Regions from separate parts of the Pan troglodytes genome. Here region 2 is linked to region 1. Evidence: chromatin contacts called from public HiChIP or PLAC-seq data. All regions are on one chromosome and are shown on one strand. The core of a region is the stretch at or near the end of the contact, and the rest is flanking DNA. Distances in the headings are between cores, read along the strand shown. Region 1 holds the start of ZBBX (zinc finger B-box domain containing). Region 2 holds the start of PDCD10 (programmed cell death 10).

Region 1 (5,009 bases), core at 459-2,958:
TGGAGCATCAAGATTGTGCTTTACCCTTAGCATCTCTGCTTTCATCTTTTTTACATAATGAGCTTTAGTGTTTACCTCTCTGCTCACCAAGTTTTATTCTACTCAATGCTCAATTCGAAGGCTGCCTGTATCATGAAGATTCCCTCCATCGAAACCAAGCTTCTCCTCGTATAGAAAGACCATGTTTATTAAACTCATTTGCTATTGTATGTTACCTTGTGTTATTTTTTGCATCTTTGTTTATATAGATTTTGTTTCCCTAAGTAGCCCAAATATTTGAGAGTGGTCCTACCATTGACCTTTGAAACCCCAGCAATCAATACAGTCCCTATACATAATGTAGTGCCAATAATAATGTGCTAAGTATGTAATTTTTTTTCTACTGCTTTTAGTTTTTTGCACAACCTACACTACGGAAAAAATTAAACACGCCCTCTTTCCCACTTCAACTAAACTTTTTGTTTCCTTTTTTCCATGTTTCCTAACGATCTTGATGAGCAATCAACAAATATACATTGAACACTCTCTCCCTGCCAGGTGTCAGGTTAAGCACTGAGGATCAAGGTCAACCAGACAGGTATAATACCAGTCTTCACTGAACTTACACTCTGGTGAAGGAAGTAGGTAAAAATTAAAAAGCGAATAAAATAATTGCAAGAATTATTAAGTGTCTTGAAAGACATAAAGGAACTACTTTCAAACAATTCATTTGTAATACAATTGGTAAAATTATGACAGGTCAGGGCAGCCCTCTGTGTAGACTATAAGATAAACTAAATTGGAGAAAGGCAGAGGGAGTCATTACATTTGCATAAGCATACAGTTTGTATAATTTTAATCCTGTGTAGTTTCAACTTTACTATATTTTTTTAATGAGCCTTGTTAACTTTAGATTTTAAGTCAAGCTATAAAATATATATAACTGAACCTTATATACCTGAGTCCCTCTACTGCTGATTTTGGGAAGAAAAAATAAACTTCCACATCTTCAGATTTCTCAGGAATCGGGCACCCCGCACCATAGCCCTTACTTGTGAGGAGTAGACTTCAAGAAGTAAGTGGGTGCATGTGAACGCGCAGGCAGACTAAAGGCTACAAAAGGGGATGAAATATGGTTTCTCAGGGTGCCAAATTTTTCATAAGGTGCAAATGACTTAAAAGGATAAAAGGGGCTAGTATTTGAAAGGGTCGGGCTGCAGAAGGGGTACAACTGATGCAGTCCCCAATTTCACTGTCTGGGGTTCACTCTTGATTCATTTATCCATTAGCATTTTGGGCTGGGAAGTCTTTGGTGTATACCAAAGGCTTTCAACTCCTGAGGCCAGGGCCCCGTCCTGCTGCCTGCAGGCCTGGCACTATGTCAGCCTATGGCAGGAGCTCAGCAAACACTTGCTGGGCCGGTGCCTCCAGCTCCACCCGAGCTGAGTCTGCTTCCCAGCCGCGCTGCCCGCTCTGCTCCCCGCACCAACTAGCCCGGGCTTGCTGCCCGCTAGGCGGACTCAGAGACCCTCCTCCCCTCTCATCCACCCGCAGCCAGACAACCCACCTGGAGACCCCAGCCTCTCGCGTCACCACCGCCGGATGGCCGCGGATAGCTGCCGGGAGTTTCCGTCTTGGTCTCCTTGGTTACCGCGTTACCTCGGTACCCATAGCAACCAGAAAGCTGGGTTCTGCCACTGTCCGCCGGCAGAGGGCGAAAAGGAGCCTGCGAAATGAGAGAGAAGGGTGATCACAGGAAGGAAAAGGGCGGAAAAACTCAACAGGCTCTGGAAGCTTTCCGCCAGAGAGGATCTTGGAGATTAGGTATGTGCTAAACCTGAGCATGTGTCATATTCCAAGCACAAGTGAGAGACTTATATGTCATATTTGATTCTTCCTCATAGCAAGCCGGCTTAAATCTAAAAAAATTAAGGCACAAAAAACTTGACTATCTTAATCCAAAATTACAAAGCTAGCAAATGGCAGACCCACAAATTAATTCAAGGAGTTTAGTCTCAGAACTCCCACATTTATGCTATGTTTACATGATTTATCAAAGGCTACCATAGGCAAAGTCAATAGAGATTCCAGGTCTCTTCAAAAGTCCAGAACTCTCTTTTCTTTGTACCGAATACATGACCCGTGGAGTCTAATGCATATAAAACAAAAAGCAAAAGCAAATATATGCACACACACACACACACACACACACACAGTTAACCCACAATTCTCAACTCAACTCTTCTTTTCCGAGCAAAGCTGCACCTGTAGTGAATTTATCTTTGGCTTCCTAAATATGCTGTTTTTTATCTCCCTTTTTAAATACTGCAAGTAGGATGTGTGGTTGGTACTGCACTGTATAGGCTTCTATGCTTAACCACATTGCATCTATCTCGGTACCAGACTAACAATCCTAACTATTACAGTTAATGTACTAATCTTTACACCATTACTTTTGACATTACTATGCCTGCCAATACCCATTATAAAAAAAAATAATGATTTCACTTGGCATATTCAATTATATAAGATTACAACCACTATGGATAAGAGAAGACAATGGTAGTCTTCTGGTTATAAGTCTGGATTTTGGAGTCAGGCAGATTCGAGATTGAGTGCCAGTACTGCCACAACTTACCTGCTGTGTGACCATGAGCAAGTAACAATGCTCAGTCTAACTGCTTAAATGAGATAACAGTACACTTAGTCCATACGTAATGTAGTATGGAAGAGTAAATGAAACAATAAATATTAAGTATTTAGCTGTAAGCCAGGCCCATAGTGAGTGCTTAATAAACAGTAAGAAACAGTGGTGCTGGTGTGGCTATGATGGTTGCTATTAACGTGTTCATGGTATAACTTTACCAAGTCCTTCCTTTAACTGTAATACAAGAACAAGTTTCAGGTGGATGTGCGATACTACTGGTTTTCTTGCGCAGACTATTTCCCATACAGGTGCGCTCTTCAAATTACCAAAGATATATTCAGCTTTCGTCCATTTACTGATCTATTCATTTATTTATTTATTTATTCCACAAATATTTATTGAAAGTCCATTTCCTAGATCCCAAAAATACTGGAGTGAAGAAATCGTCAAAGCCCCTCCTATTTTCAAATATATTTTAACAGGAGCAGAAAGGCAATAAACAAGTACAAACGCATGTCAGCTGCTATGAAGAAAACTAAAGCCAAATAAAGAAATAGAAACTAATTGAGTTCTGTTTTAGGGTAGATGGCCAGGGAAGTATCTGAATGCAAGGAAAGAGAAAGACATGGGCCATTAGAGGAAGAAACAGTCCAGAGAGAACAGTAAACACACGTCAATTATGTCCCAGTAAAGATTATTTTGCAAATAACCTCTCCTCACTTCTACAAAGGACTTTTACTTCAAAAAATGATTCTTACAATGCATTTACTTGCACAATAGTAAAATTAAACACATAAAAATAATGTATAAAATATTCTTGCACTTTTTGAAAGCATTAAAAGAACATTATCTTATATTTAGAAAAATAGCTTATGCACAGTTATGAAAAGGCAAAGCAGAGACAAAAACTAAGCCTATGCTAAGTCACATAGTAAAATAAAAAGTATGAAGTGCTTGTCTTTCAGAATGATGATTAGTGACAAAATGAAATGAAACATGTCAAAACAATTACAGCTCTAGAGAGATGATATTCTCTCCACTGAAGCAAAATGCGTTTAACTGGCACACCAGCAATGCCGCACACAGTTCACCACAACTATATCAAGAGCACAGTATTCCTGAGGGTTTTTCCAAACTCATGCTTCGTTGTGCCACTGTGGAGACAAGGTTTGAATACAAGTTTTCTGAACTGGAGATATTCGATTTAAAGAGATAAAAATTACCGGCAATGCAGAAATTAAGAGCACAGATTTACATGACTCATTTTCCTAAGCTTGAAATAAGGGTCAGGGACTGTAAACAAGTATTATCCAAAACTTAGAAATAAGGTAAAGCCAAAAACAGCATGTCTTTTCAATACCATACTAGAATACTGTTTAAGATAATCTGAGCATTACATGATTTTCTAAAAAAAAGTGTTGCTTTTCTTATCATTAACTATTGATAAAGTCTCTGTGTAATGTTGTATGTTTATTTGAACATTTTTTCACCTGCATTTTTCATATCATTTGTATCTGGATATGTAAATAATGTCTTTCCTTTAAATAAAATAATTTCAAAGCTAATGGTTTTATTGCAGTACACAACTTTAACCAGTTTTGTATCTAACCTAGAAATCTCATACTAATATTTTATCTCAATTCCTATATACAGTCAGCTACCAAATTTTCTTTGAACCAGCTTTACCATTCTAATAATTCCATCCTTAATGAATTAAACTGTATCGCATGTATATTCTCTACTTAAAGAATATCTTGTTTTTAAGTATTGCAATTATATTTTGATAATACCAAATCTTTGGAAGAAAATGGGACAAATATCATATCTGCAGCTTTCCAGAAGTATTCTCTCAATTTCCATTTGCTCTTTGGCCCTTCGGATTCTTTTATAGGCAAAAGTTTGTGGGCATTTCAAGGTAGCAAAACCAAATTCCTACCATCTCCTTTTTTACAAGCCCTGAAATGTGGTTTTACTTTTACATGAAGCATCTACTTTCTTTATGCCTTGGTAAATGCTAAATATAACATCCTATTACATATGTATGGGGTTTTTCAACTTGTCAAGAAAACTGAGCTTTAGAGGCAACATAAAATTACAAAAAATCTTTAGCAAAAACTAAATTAGTATGATATAAATATATTTAAATGCATCCGAATGGCTAAACTTGAGGAAGAATAAAAAGAAACTTAGAGTTAAGAGGTGACATTGGCCTTTTATAATTTTTCTCCACTTTGTAATTTCTGCCTATCATCCATGACACAGAATTTCTAAGCAAATAAATTTTCATAACACAAGGCAATTATTACTGATGCTTCACAAATGGAGGAGAATCATCAGGGCCTATGATAAATTTTCGATTCCTGCAATGTGCAGTGTCTTCCAA
Region 2 (5,230 bases), core at 2,222-4,721, 360 kb after region 1:
CCAGAGAAGTGCTGGAAGCATTGTGCATGAATACACTCCTTCATTCATTCAGCAAATATTTACTGAACCCTTACAATGTGCCAGGTACTGCGTAAGTAGTGGGGTAAAACATGACAAATGAGAGGGCCCTGCTCAGGGAGCTTATAGTCCAGTGAGGAGACAGTATTTGTCAAATAAATACAGAAATAATTAAGTTTCTATTATGATGATGCCACAAAGGAGTACAGAGTATGGTGAATACATGGCGGAAACCTATTCTGATTTTGGGAAGGTGGGCAAGGCACCCCTGACGAACGATATTTAAATTGAGATGTGAAAACTGACTACCAGGTGGCCACATTTAGGTAGGCGTGAGGGGAACAGTCCAAGGAGTGAGACGGAATATGTAAAGGCCACCAAGTCAGGAAGCAGCTTATGTATGTAGTAACTGAAAGGCATGGTAAATGAGTAAGGCTGGAGATAAGGACGGAGAGCTGGATAGGAGAAGAGATAAATTTTTAGTGTTAAACAGAGTAAGAAGGTAATAGTATTTGAATATTTAAGTCACATTAAGTCTTCTTCTCATGTAAATAATCTAAGGGAACTAAGTCTTTACTCCAAAATATTAAAGATCTGTAGTCAGAAGATCTCAATTTTGTCTTACTCCCACCAGTTACAAGTCACTTAACCAACCTGAGCCTCTTCATTCTCTTTGTAAATATTATCTTACCTACTCAGACTACAATAATAAACAGCCCCTATTCTTACAGACCTTACATCCTTAAGAGAAAGAGACAGATGTATAATATACGGAAGACATCCCAAGTCCTCTAAGAAATAATGTCCAAAAGCTGACATAAGGCTCCTGCAAAGTTCAAAATGAGAAATGCAGACACTGGTGAGCTGCAAACCATGTGTACACATAACTCTGTGAACTCCTAATTATCCAACGTGCAGAGATCTAAAGTGACAACAATACTGCAGCATGTGACTGAAAGATGATAACAACAATACAAACATTAATCCACCATCCGAATAGAAGAAATATCAAAACTATAATTGGCCTCAGAGATAAAGAGTAGTGGCAGAAATGAATCAAGAACAAAATCTAAAACACACTGAACAAATGCATTACATTAACTAATTTCCAAAATTTCCTCATAGTTCAAAAGCTCTTTCCATAATGACAGAGTTACATGCCAAAGGTTAGAACTTATTTCATACCTCCTTCAACAAAAGGCAAATACCTACATTGTCATCTAGAAAACAGATTAATATTCTTTGCTTTACCATCACTGACTCATGTTCAGTTTACGGTCTACTTACATCACTGCACCCTTCTTAATCCAGCACAAAGTCAGTTATCACCACATAATTTTCCATTTGTTTAACTGGGTCTTCCTTGTCTGTGTACTACATTACTCATGGTACATTATTCCTGATTTTACTTCATTCTATAGTATCATACTTTTTCTATTTTAAAAATCGTATTAATTTCCAGACCATCTTAATTTCAACCATCAGGGAAGATAATACCTCTGTTCCGAAAAAATGTTTTTGCATTAAAAAGTGAAGCACATTGTTGATAATATAGTAACTGCAGAGTACATTCAAAATTCAGCATAGTCTGATGATCAACTTATATATAAAACAGTAAGCTATGATTTATTACATGTTAAGAGTAAGCCATGATTTATTACATGCTAACCTGTATGGACATAAAGTTATCACAAATAAATTCTGCCATCAATGAACATACTCTAACAATTCTATTAAAAACTTATCCAATAATAATAGTCATGAGCTATAACTGGTCATAATCATTACAGAGGAGAAGACTTGCATAAAGGCACTACTTTCTGCGAGATATGAACTATACGTGTACTGTTTTTTCATTCTTTAATGTAAAATAAGAATGAATTGAAAGTCACAGTTGATGCTAAGAAAAATAAAAATATGCAAGAGCCCAATTTTATTATTTGCAGACACACACACAAATACAGCCTAGAGTCAAGAAAATGGGGGGAAAGTAAAATCTCAAAAAAGACGATGTTACCTCCAAGAAATGCAAAGTACCTTCTTTTCTAGTAATGGGCACACTAAACTCTCCTAACGCTACATTATTTGAAAAAAGTGTAGTTTTGTGAAAGAATTCCAATCCCACTATTATCAGTTTTACAAAATGAGAGTAAAAACAGTCCTAAGGTAGAAAAAGAAAACAATATTCTTCTAAGGATGGGATATATTGTTTAACTGTTGTTCTCCCATCCTATTACCTACCCGTAAAAATGAACTGTGAGAGTAGAGTCTATCATTTAATACACCCCTAAAAAAGGGGGGGAAATCTGTAAAAGTTGAAACTGGCCATTTTTATTTTTTCCAAAAGGTTCTTTCCTTTATTGAGGAATTTCACTCCGGTTCAAGAAACAACTTTTTATCTCACAATGGCTTCCTAGATATACTATACAAAATACATTTACTTTGTAACTTCCTCCACCCTTTTCAAAAAGCACAACCAACGTCCCTACTCTAAAGCTGGACTCGAACCGGACTAGATTCAGAAAGTCTGTCCCTACGTGTGTGACCTTGGGCACGTCATATAATCCCTCGGTTTCCTCATCAGCATCCCAAAACGAAAGCGCTCTGAAAGCAGTAAAGGAGTAAAAACATACCTTAGGTATGACACCTAAGAGGGTCAAGTCTTTCTGTTTAAGGCAAAATTATCTCCTTAGAGGGCCACATCATTAAACTGGAACTGAATCCGTAGACCCCAACATTTGTCTCTTCCTTCTTCCAGTGCTCTTCTTCCCTCAAAGGGCATAACCCGAGTCACCCCCAAGAGCCGACTCCCAAGCACCCTTTCCTTCCTCCTCCCTTTCTCTTACTTACAAAGCAGGGGGAAAACAGCAGCCTCACCTCTCGGTCCGAAGCCACACCTTCAAAGGACCCCACCCCAAGCACATCCGCCCTGTCCCCTCTCCCGGGGCACCAGGGGCCAACCTCGCCCTTCCCCTCCCGCCCCCACCTAGAGGAGACTTCCTGGAGGCGTTCGGGCCCAAGCCGGCAGGCGGCATTTACAAACCCGCTTTACGCCACTCGCGTAGGGTAACCTCGCTTACGCCCGTAGGGCCCCGCTCTCAGCCCCGTCCGCTCCGCCTGCCAGAACCAAGCCCGAGTGCCTCAGCCATGGCCCCTGCGTGACCCTAGACCTCTTCTGCTCGGTGCAGAGCTACGGGGACTGGGACAGAACAGCTACACCTTACCAGCAACTGAGGCACTGACTTCACTTCCCACCTTGCAGCCCTCTTCAACTCCCGGATCAATTCACTCCGGCGACGCCGGAAGGACCCGAGAGGAACCAGGCGTTGTCCGGAATCCTGCCCAGCAGGAGTCGCGCAGAGGCTTATGGGGACTCGTAGTCCCGCTCGCCGGCGTTGTCCGCAATTCCTGCAATCGGAAGACTACACTTCCCGGCAGGCCATGCGGGGGATCCTGAGGCGATGGGTGGGGACACTTCTAGCCAATAGTAGGAGAGTTCCCTGCCTTTGCGGGAGGAGGTGAGATGAAGAGAGATGGTGCACGGAAAGGAGAGGAAGGGCGGGGCAAGCCCTCACCTGCGCCAATCAGGGTGCGGAGTAGGCCCCGCCGGCGCCTCACCCATTGAGGGGGCGGGCTGACAGAGCAGAGGAAGGAAGGGGGTGAGGGGCCCGTGGTGGGGATCCTGGGGCTGTCGGGCTGAGTATGCCGTGTGGGTGGAGAGGAAGCCTCGGGGAAATCGCCCGGGTGAAGGGAGGGCTTGGTGTGGGGACTTGCACTGGGCAGAGGGGCAGCTTCCCTGAGAGCAGCTAAGCCCCAGGCACACCGGGCATCCGGACACACAGGTCGGGGAAGGCTAGGCTGAGCCGGGGCTCCCAGCAGAGACGCCTGGGTGGGGCAGGAGGCCGCTCCAGGTGTGAGCCACAGAGGAGGGGAGAGGGACCCCCACGGGAGTGGAAGTGGCAGAGCAGCTGCAGAAGTGCAGGGAGCGGAAAGGTACCAGGGCAGCTGCTTTCCGCTGCCTGCGGTCCGGGCAGCTGCAGAAACAGCAGGGGGAGGAGCAACAGCTGCCAAATTCGCCAACTAGAGGAGGGAGAGGCGGAGCTTGGGTCCCTGTAGAAGCCAGAGGCGCAGTCTGGACTGTAGTTTCCCGGGAGAGACGAAAGCAGGAACGAGAGCGGAGCGGAGCACAGTCCGCCGAGCACAAGCTCCAGCATCCCGTCAGGGGTTGCAGGTGTGTGGGAGGTAAGCGTGGGTCCTTCTTCGGGGCGTCTGCACTGCCCTGGAGAAAACGTCTTCCAATAGGAATTACATCAAGACACAGCTAAAAGAGTCCGCCTGGGGTTAGGAAACCGGTGCAAAACCTCTCGGGTGAAAGATTTACATTTTTCGACTTTAAGGGCAAAAAAGCAAAAGGAAGCTTGACTCTGGGTATAAAGGGCGTGGTTAGTGTTTTTGGTTTGAGTTGCACCAGTAAAACTGTTCTGGGAGATCTGAAGATTGAGAAAAATCCTGCTAGTTGAGGACGAGGTGGATGTTATCTGGTGGATGTTATAGGTGCGTAGCCTATAAAAAGCAAAAATTTTGCTATTGATATAGAATGACTTCTGAACTATTTCACTAGGAAAATAACTTTGCGTTCTTCTTCAGTGTCTACCCTTTACGTTGGTTTATCAGATTGTCCTGCTACCGACCTGTTATCCAGGGTGGTTATTTTGCAGTTTCCTAGAATTGCAAGAAATCCGTATTAAAGAAGCAAATGCAGGCAGGAATAGTCAGGATAGGATGGGCTCTGACTTAATCTATCAAAAGTATAACTTTTGCCAGCAATAATGTAAAAATGAATTTTAATGAATGGATAGTTAGCTTTCTTCCCGGTGGCTCTGGAATATTGGAACAAAGACCTGGATTCAGCCTACAATGGAAACATATGGTGTACCTCACTGCTGCTCGTTAGTCTCTCATTTGTGTCCGATAATATGTGTACATTTTAAAAACAAGAGTACATGGAAAGCTGTGTGGGAATCTTTTCTCTGGGTAGAGAGTATGTGCTGAAGGACTACCCTTAATATGTGTTATGATAGTGGGTTCAGTTTAAAACACATGTAGTGTCATAAAATAATAGTTTATTCTCGGTATTAAACTATATGTGTATTCAAAGCAACGTTAATGGTAATACCTATGGATGGAAATACGTTGTAATGCTGGGTAAAGA

The links. HiChIP or PLAC-seq counts read pairs in DNA pulled down with a chosen protein or histone mark.
Region 2: an H3K4me3 HiChIP or PLAC-seq map of stem cell-derived excitatory neurons shows a contact between it and region 1, with 9 times the contacts expected there. The contact joins the promoter of PDCD10 here to the promoter of ZBBX in region 1. A contact is called at or near these places in 1 of 7 Hi-C or Micro-C datasets (induced pluripotent stem cells) and 1 of 1 datasets of contacts at active chromatin or transcription factors (stem cell-derived excitatory neurons).

The regions. Positions count from the first base shown.
Region 1 is chr2:170,532,497-170,537,505 of NHGRI_mPanTro3-v2.0_pri, forward strand. It overlaps ZBBX (zinc finger B-box domain containing), which reads right to left and starts at 1,709. Exons shown (of 22, transcript XR_008547313.2): 1 at 1,547-1,709. It overlaps LOC107970837 (a long non-coding RNA gene), which reads left to right and starts at 1,654. Exons shown (of 6, transcript XR_001713782.3): 1 at 1,654-1,803.
Region 2 is chr2:170,891,547-170,896,776 of NHGRI_mPanTro3-v2.0_pri, forward strand. PDCD10 (programmed cell death 10) reads right to left here and starts at 3,472. Exons shown (of 9, transcript XM_009446794.5): 1 at 3,243-3,472; 2 at 2,652-2,783. SERPINI1 (serpin family I member 1) reads left to right here and starts at 4,067. Exons shown (of 9, transcript XM_516861.7): 1 at 4,067-4,260.